Regions from separate parts of the Sus scrofa genome. Here region 1 is linked to region 2. Evidence: chromatin contacts called from public HiChIP or PLAC-seq data. All regions are on one chromosome and are shown on one strand. The core of a region is the stretch at or near the end of the contact, and the rest is flanking DNA. Distances in the headings are between cores, read along the strand shown. Region 1 holds the start of UBE2L6 (ubiquitin conjugating enzyme E2 L6). Region 2 holds the start of CTNND1 (catenin delta-1).

Evidence for each region. HiChIP or PLAC-seq counts read pairs in DNA pulled down with a chosen protein or histone mark.
Region 1: a contact with region 2 is called in an H3K27ac HiChIP or PLAC-seq map of alveolar macrophages. The contact joins the promoter of UBE2L6 here to the promoter of CTNND1 in region 2. A contact is called at or near these places in 1 of 5 promoter capture datasets (fetal liver), 1 of 47 Hi-C or Micro-C datasets (embryonic fibroblasts) and 1 of 2 datasets of contacts at active chromatin or transcription factors (alveolar macrophages).

What each region holds. Positions count from the first base shown.
Region 1 is chr2:13,352,779-13,357,051 of Sscrofa11.1, forward strand. UBE2L6 (ubiquitin conjugating enzyme E2 L6) reads left to right here and starts at 1,310. Exons shown (of 4, transcript NM_001246215.1): 1 at 1,310-1,336. The coding sequence starts at 1,310.
Region 2 is chr2:13,206,512-13,211,404 of Sscrofa11.1, forward strand. It overlaps CTNND1 (catenin delta-1), which reads right to left and starts at 2,740. Exons shown (of 17, transcript XM_021083025.1): 1 at 2,474-2,740.

The DNA.
Region 1 (4,273 bases), core at 60-2,559, 140 kb after region 2:
CGGCGGGTCGAACCCCCTGGCCTAGCGACGTCCCCCACTACCCACGACCCCCCACGCCCTGTAGTCCATTTGATAGCTTCGACCTCATATGCCGTGGGTGCGGCTCTAAAAAAGCAAAAAAACAAAAACAAAACAAACTTCCTAAACTGTGCTCAAAACTCAAAATACCTGCACAAAATATTTTCTGATTTCCTTCGTCTGGATTGAAAGGGATGGGGAAGATGGGTTCAGTTTCCCCAGAGTCTCCTTATTACCAGAGATTCTTCTCCAGATGCTGCTAGGGCTCAGGGGCTGCTATTCCTAGGCGGCCTCAGCTTCCTCCAGGGGAAAGTGTTTCTGCCCTTACACAGAGGGGTGGAGACTCTTGGTTGTGTACTGGGGCACACAGTAGGCCCGCAATTTGTAGTGGACTGATGGTAAAATAATGGAAGCCTCTGAAGTCCATCTTGGGGTCCCCACTACCCAACTGTCTCCCAAACCTCCACAGAGCAGGCACTTAAACATTAAACCTACCAAAGCCCTAAAGCAAGTGAATGGGTCCAACAGCGCCCCCTTGCGGTGCTTTTCACCAAGCGGTCACTTGGGAGGAACATCTTTGCAGTTCCGCCGCCGAATGCTGGGCAGCACAAAGGAACACAAGCCTCCAGGGGAGGGGTCCTTGAAAAGGCTATAGTCCACGCCGTCTCCCACCAATTTTTAGAGATGGAGCATTGGGCCCAGAGTGGTTTGGGGAAGTGGTTTGCACAGGGGGGCTCCTGGAATTCGCGAGAGGCTTAGGGCGGCGGTCAGACGGTGGAGGCCCCCGAGCAACCTGTCGCGGAGCTGCGTTTGCATAGCACGCATCCTGTATTTTCTTAGGGCGAGTGTGTGTTCGGGGCGGCTGCGGCGACTGGGCTAACGGAGCTGATGGAGACCCCGGCTTGGCCTCCGGCGGAGGAGCTGAAATTAGAACCCGGATGGGCGGACCCCGGCCCGGGAGCACTCGCGGCCGGGTGCACGGCGCCCCCCAGTGGTATGCCGGGAACCGGAACGCCGCGCGCTCCCAGGCCCGCCTTGTCTGCCGACAAAAGAGCTAGAGTTCCGGGGATCCGAGCCCACCGCGCCGGGGACGGGGCGGGTCCTCCCCTCCGTGGCCTCCTAGGCTCTGCCGAGGCGGTGGGAAGCAGGGCCGCCCAGCCCGGAGTCCCCGCGGGTGGAGAGGAGCGTGGGCGGGGCTCCCGGAGGTGGGGTCCCCGGGGCGGGGAGCGCCGAGTCCGCCGGCCGGTGCACAGTCTCGCTGGAGTCCGACAGAGCCCACACTGGTCCCGAGATGACGGCGAGCAAGCGGGTGGCAAAGGTAACCGCGTGTAGAATGACCCTTTCTCAAGGCTCCCCTCGCCTTGCTAGTCCCTCTTCCCTGCATCCCTCCCTTAGCAGTGCGAGCGCGTTTGTTTGTCTGGGTACCAGGGATGGCTGAATCCCTGCCATCTCCGCTCCCACCCCAGAGGAAGAGGGATCTTCGAGAGGGGCCAGAGCTGGAGTTTGGGGGGGTGAGGGCATATCGAGCGGGGGTGTCGCTGGCTCCCTGAGCTGTGCTGGGGATGGGAATGAGCCCCCCCCCCCATTGGTTTCAGTTTCATTTCTTCTCCCAGAAACTTGTGATAACAATTGCGTGCGTCTCAGGTGCGGGGAGGCTTCGTTGGCTTCTTCTTGGAGACAGGCCCTCAGCTGGAGGTGGTGGCGGGTGCGTTTTGAGCAGAGATAACCAGGACAAGGTTCTTGTCCTGGCGTAGCCCATGGCCTGCCCTATAATTTGGTACCTACGTTAGAGTCCCGAGAAGTATGAGATGCTGAATAGGAGGCAGGAGCAAAGTTCTCAGACTGTTCTGGGAAAGAAAAGATGCTAGGGCGATGTCCTGGGGTAGGTGACGGTGTGTTTATTTGTTCTGCAAATGTTATTGAACCTCCTCTGTGCTGGCTCCTGTTTTGGAGGCAGAGATGAACCAAAATCCTGCCCTCACTGAGCTTTCATTCCAACCAGGGATGCCATTTGAAGTGACCTCTGGAAGGATGGAGAGGGGACAGTTTCCCCCATGAGTGGGAAAAACCCAGGTTGTGGCTGGGATTGGAGACAGTTTGAGAAGGTTAGAGCAGTTCTGGTGAGGTGGGTCTGATACCCCCTCAAGCTTTGAGTCTCCTGGAAATTCCCCTCCTATGTACAGAGCAGGGGGCAGGCTTGAGGTGGGTGATTGAGCCTCTGAGAAGATCTCAGATAGGGCATTCAAAGCAGGCTCAGCACAGAGGGACTGAAATCTGGAGATTGGCAGCAAAATGGGCCAGAGGGTCTTTCCAGCCAAATGGGAAAGAATGAGGAGCCAGTATTTATTGCACTGGCACTGTTAAATGAGTGCCAGGCAGCTTACATTAGTTATTCCAGCTCATTCCCACAGCATCCCTGTGAGCTAAGTCATATATCCCCATTTTCCAGATAAGGAAGCTGAGGCTTGGAGAGAATAACTTGGCTCTCCTGGGTCACCCCATAGAGATCGAGGGAGGGACCTTGGACTGGAGCCCTGGTTGGTGGAGCTCCAACCCACAGGTTCCTTCACTGGTTCTTCTACTTTCGTTTTCTATTCTTCTGAGTCAGATGATTTCCTAACAGACCTCAGGACAGAGGCGTGTGTCCTAGCTTGGGTTTCAACATTCCCAGGCTTTGGGAAAGTCTGAACAGAACTCATATAAAACAGATCAAGTCCAAGGGCTTCCAGTTCTAGTGAAGCTGGGAAACTGACCATTTCAGAGCTTCTCTGTTTAACCTGGGGGTTCATTCTTGCTCAGGAGTCACAAGTGATACTGGAACTAGGACTTGTAGTAGAGATGCTTCTAGTTTGGGATAGAAGATGAAGAAAGGGTCATAGATTCCAAGCAGAAGGTGCAAAATGCAGTTTGTTGGCGTGAACAGAGTTGGCGTATGGACTGAAAGATAAGAAACAGGGATAAGGGGGTGTTTGTATGTTGGGGAGGGGCAGAGAAGTTTAGATGGTGCACATGTGAGAAGACCCCTCCCCCACTGTGAACGAACTGGCTTGGGGGACCTTTCTCTCTGCCTTTGTTTACGTCAGAATTTTGCAGCCTTGTCAGTACTCACATTTGGGGCTGGATAATTTTTTTTTTTTTGGTCTAAGGGCTGCACTCACAGCACATGGAGGTTCCCAGGCTAAGGGTCACATCGGAGCTGTAGCCCCTAGCCTACACCACAGCCACAGCCATGCCAGATCCGAGCTGCATCAGCGGGCTACACCACAGCTCGTGGCAATGCCGGATCCTTAACCCACTGAGGGAGGCCAGGGACTGAAGCTGCGTCCTCGTGGATGCTAGTCAGACTCGTTTCTGCTGAGCTATGACAGGAACTCCTGCAGTTGGATTCTTAACCCACTGCGCCACAGCAGCAAGTCCCCATTTCTCCGTTTGTGACAGCCAAAAATGGTTCTAGACATTGTCAGACCTCTGGGGTGGGGGGTGGGGGGTAAAGGAATCCCCTAGTTGAGAACCACTGTTTTCCACCTGTTTGGTGGTCCAGAAAAATGTGACCTTTTTATTTGTTGTTGTTGAGTTTTTTTTTTTTTTCCCTGAGGTCTATTGCAGAGGGGAGAGGAAAGGGGGGGGGCGGGCAACATAGGGATAGAGGAGTAAGAGATACAAACTCTTAGGTATAAAATAAGCTACAAGGAGATATTATACAACACAGGGAATATAGCCAATATGTTATAACTATAAATGGGGTGTAACCTTTAAAAATTGTGCATCTTACAGTGTAACTTATATCATACAGCAACTACACTTCAATTTTAAACATTTTTTATAAAGAAAAATATAAATATTTGTGTCTTTTTAGGGCTGCACCAGCAGCATATGGAAATTCCCAAGCCAGGGGTGGAATTGGAGCTGTAGCTGCCAGCCTACACCACAGCCATAGAAATGCGGGATCCCAGCCGTGTCTGTGACCTACACCACAGCTCACAGCAATGCTGGATCCTTAACCTGCTGAGCAAGCCAGGGATCGAACCGGCATCCTCATGGGTACTATCAGGTGTGTTACCACTGAGCCACGATGGGAACTCCAAGAAAATATATTTTTAAAGTCTGTTGGCGAGGAGTTCCTGTTGTGGCTCAGTGGTTAACAAATCTGACTAGGAACCATGAGGTTTAGTTTGATCCCTGGCCTCGCTCAGTGGGTTAAGGATCCAACGTTGCCGTGAGCTGTGGTGTAGGTCACAGACACTGCTCAGGTCTG
Region 2 (4,893 bases), core at 1,490-3,989:
GGAGGGAGGGCTGGCAGTAGGTAACAGGGGACTACCAGGTACCAAAATAGAAAGCAGTAAATTATACAAAGCTAATCATTTTGTTATTTCCATGCTTAATGTATTTGCACATCCATCCCATCTCTCATCCCTAGAGAGCAACTACCTTATAAACCTAACGCTGAATTGCGATTACTCGAAGCTTTTTTTTTTTTTAAAGGTTTCCAATTTTTATCCTAGCTGAAAGAATATGTTCTAACCCCCTGACTCTCCATAATTGGAACTCTAGGAAAGGCACTAGGACTCTAAGCATCCAAAAGAGACCCCCACCTGGAACACAGGCCATACCTTAGTCATGTAACAAAGAAACCAACAGTATATAGGAGTCACACAAGCAAAGAAAAATCTGTACAACTCATACTTACTCGTCATTTTTCACCCCCAAGTCAAAATGAGGAGCCAAACAAAAAATAACAGATTTACTTATTCACATCCCTTATTATATCTCCTAGAAGAACAGGTAGAGGTGAGGTAAAAGACAAGTCTTCTTCCATCTTATCATCCAAAAGGTTCCAGTAGTACACACCCAGTCAAAACAATGCCTCAGTTCGTGGAAATAGTCCTGGTCGCTAGTCAACTAGAATGCTCACTGCAGCTACACAAAGCCCAGTATTTAAAGCTGGACCCAAAGCACTACTACCATTCAGTCAGCCAGAACCTATTTTCAAACTGCCTTTGTACTCCTTCAAATTCCCTCATTCCTCCCCCTAAAGGTTGAGTGGGAAACCAACACTCTGGCAGCAACATGACCAATCCTCCAAAGATCCAAGAACCCCCCCACCCCCCTTAGGCTGGCGTCAAGGCAGAGAGAGCATTTGAAAGAAAATTTGGAAATGAAATAAGAACTACAGCCCAATGGACTGTACACATTGTCCTTTTTTTCTTTGTAACTGCGCTTGCTATAATTAGGAGATACTCCTAATTATACAGACATTAAAATCTTACTGTAGCTCTTGCATAAATTATATTAAACGGAGAAACAAAGTTCTGTTTCCCTTGAAGACACAACCTTGTAAGAATGAACTCATCTTTCAAGAAACACTTTTGTTCTGGAAAAGAAATCCAAGGAAGTATTCTAGTCTAAAAAGAATTGAGGGGTGAGGGGCACAAAATCAGAGGATTATTATACATACATACCAGTTTAAAGCTAATGAGCAGCTAACACAGGCCCATCTTTTTACAATTAGGGCAGTATCTACTGCAGTTAGTTTTCAGACTGATTCTCATTTTCAAAGAAGATGGAAGAAAACATCCAGTTTTCAGTTACTGATGAGTTGGCTATACAATTATCTAGAATCAGTATTTTTGAAAGAATGTATTTGCAAAACAAAAACTAATCTTAAGATTAAATAGAAGATATGAAAGCACAGTCATGAGCCTTCAGCTCTTACAGATTTCTGATTTCATGGCTAATTAACCAAAGGAAAAACTCACCTCCAAAAAACAACTTTCAGTTTGGTTTAAAAGTAAGAATTCCCCTTTTGCTTTCTCAAATGCCTTCTAAACACTAAAGTTGGTATAGGTATTTTAGTCTTAGCCTATCATTATTTTAATCCAAGGCCCTTTCAGAGAGCACAAAGCTCAAAATATTTTCATGTGTATCGCCACTTTACTCAGGTGAACGCAAAAGCATGATTAGAATTTCCTTATCCCTTTAAGCACAGAAACCAAGGGTTATCGTACATGCCAACTCAACCTACACCTCCACAAACCTTTGCCATCAAGGTAGTTGTAGAAGGAAGGAGATGGCGATTCAGTTACCATGGATCCATTTGTTTTCTTTTATAAGGCAAAGCAGGGAGCTAAGTCTAGCCGGAGAATGAGGCTCCCACCCACCGCACCTGGAAAAGTAAAAGAAGGATCCACCCAGGAACAGCAGGGCTGAAACTGATCTGGGCTGTTCAAACTCCAGAGGAAAAAATACCACCATTTAAGCTGCAAAACTCCCTGCAACTTTCCACTTTCACAAATCCAATGATTAAAGGGAGGGAAAAAAAAGTTTTAAAACATGAATAACTAGCTTCCGACCCGGACAAATTCCTTTCCCAACCCACACGCAACATGCCAAAAAACCCAACTTTTGGTTTGGGCTCTGAAAACAGAAGTTTGTTAGCCTAACCTAGAAAAAAAATATGAAATAAAAGAACACACCAAAATGCAAATTTACAGAATTGCCCTCACCCCTCCGAATCTATTCATCTCCCTATATTAGAGAGACCCAGAAGTTTGTTCCTGGTTCTTGAATATTTTACTTTGTTTCAAATATAATACCAAAATTCCCCAAATGAGGAAAATTAATAACCGCTTAAAAGTTACCCATCAGCGTAACAGAATCTCTTGTTTCTAAATTCCCTCCGGTTACCTTAAGACAAAAATTCGACTTGGCTTATCCTCCTTCACCCATCTATACACATATTTTTAAAAAGGCACACACCTCAAATGTGGACTTCTAGAAACCAGTCCTCTAAGAAAGAAACCCAAGCCTTCGTCAACGTGCTGAGAAAGACAAATCCAGCAAGGGAGTTGATTTTTCGCCACCTCTTCCTCCTTTCAGGGTCTTTCCTGCTCTTCTTTCTCTCTCTCCCTCTTTTTTTTTCTCTCAGATCCAACACCTAAAATGGAAGTTGCACCCAGCCAAAGGCTAGGGAGCCTGGGTGGTGACAAACTGATCTGGCAGCCCTACCCCTCGCTTTCCTAAGTGATGTCAGCCCCTGGGAACTTCCAATCGGAGCCAGGCATAAATCAGGGAGCTGATTTTATCCAATAGGAAACTTTATTATAGGAATTAAAAAAAAAAAAAAGGAGAGAGAGGAGGGGAAAAAGAGACAGGGGGAAGTTTTATATATATTTATATTTAAAGTGGAGACTGTACGATCTCTGAGGAATTACTGCAGAGCTGGGGGGTTAGGGGAAGGGGGCTTAGGGAACAAGGGCTTTTTAAAACGACAGGGCCTAAGCGCGTCAGTTCTCTTTGATGCTGGGGTTCTTACTCCTTCCTTTTTGGGTGGGGAAGCAAATAAAAGCTGATTTTATTTGCCTACTGCTATTTAGTTTGTTGCTTTCTACCCTAAAGCATTTTCCCAAAGGAAGACAAGAAGGGAAGGAGAGAGAAATCCTAGAAACAGGACTACAATGTCTTGAATGGGATGGTAGGGGATATCTGAGGTAAACACTCAATTTCATTGTTTTGGTTTAAATGCATTTAGGCTGATTAGGAAAAAATAAATGCTTGGACTTGTTCATACTTTTTAGTGTGTATGCTTTCAATGAGAAGGAAACTGAATCCTCTAGGTTATTGAGGAAAATCAGTCTTCTCATTTATCCCCAAATCAAAATAATGTGGCATTGAGTGGGAGAATAAATGATATCCCATAAACAAGCAATATATTTAGAGTAGATAACAGCATGTGTAAGGAAAAGAAAGTCTCACGTCTAGAAAATTCAATTTATTTGTGAACTTGAAGCTTAAGACATCCATTCCCTTTTTACGCTTGACCTAAATAGAGGATAAAAACAAGTATTCTTTTTCTGAGTTAAGAGTTATATTATAGGAGTTCTCATCGTGGCGCAGTGGTTAACGAATCCGACTAGGAACCATGAGGTTGCGGGTTCGATCCCTGGCCTTGCTCAGTGGGTTAAGGGTCTGGCGTTGCCCTGAGCTGTGGTGTAGGTTGCAGACGCGGCTCAGATTCCGCATTGCTGTGGCTCTGGTGTAGGCCGGTGGCTATAGCTCCGATTCGACCCCTAGCCTGGGAATCTCCACATGCCGCGGGAGTGGCCCAAGAAATGGCAAAGACAAAAATAAATAAATAAATAAATAAAATAGGGGTTAAGAGCATAGATTCTGTAGTCTGACTGGCTTCAAATTTTCCTCCTCTGTGAGTACACTTACTCAAGTAAATGTACTATATCCTCTGTGACCTTGGAAAGGTTATATAACCTTTCTGTGACTCGGTTTCTTAACCATAAAATGGAGATAATAACTATCTCACAGGACTGTTGTAATTAAAATACACACAAAGTTCTTAAAACAATGTATGCCATATAGTATAAATTCAATGAGTATCTACCAGTATCTACCCTGCCCAAAAATAGTGGCAGTGTCTCATCATTGCCCAGTAACTACAACCAATGATAAAGCATCTATCATGTGAGGGCACTTTGCATTCATTATCCCTAACTTCTAAAACACCACCATGGAGAGAGCATTACCACCTTTTTACAGATGAGAAAAATCAAGGCTCAGCAAGGTTAAGAAACTTGCCTGAGCCCATCTGGCTAAGAAGTTAAACTCCTCGGTCTGACTCCAAAGCCTGTGCTCTTTCCATTACTTACACTGTGGTCAGGATAAAGGCCAAGTTTCTTGTCTGTTTTCAAGATGCCATATTTATTCATTCTATACATTAAAGTAACATTTATTAATCATAATCTGGGAAGTTCCCATGTGGTGCAGCAAGTTAAGGATCCAGCTGTGTAGAGGCTACAACTTGGTGTGGGTTTAAAAAAAAAAAAAATCTGACCTTTCCTTATCTATCTAACTGACATTCCACTCCTCCTGGGCATGAAAATGCCCCTTCTAATCAGGTTTATCTGATCATTATCCACCCTCTCGTATGGTCTACAGTCTCGTAGATCCTCATATTTGGTCTAATGTAACCAAAAAGGACTTCTCTCAGAAGTGCTAGAAGACCAAACAGACATCACAGCACTTATCTGGTGGGCTTTAAACAAACTAGAATGGAATATGAATACATTTAGGATTCCCACTGTGGTGAACGGGACGAAGGTTCGATCCCCAGCCTGGCACAGCGGGTTAAGGATCCAGTGTTGTCACAGCTGCAGCGTAGGTTGCAA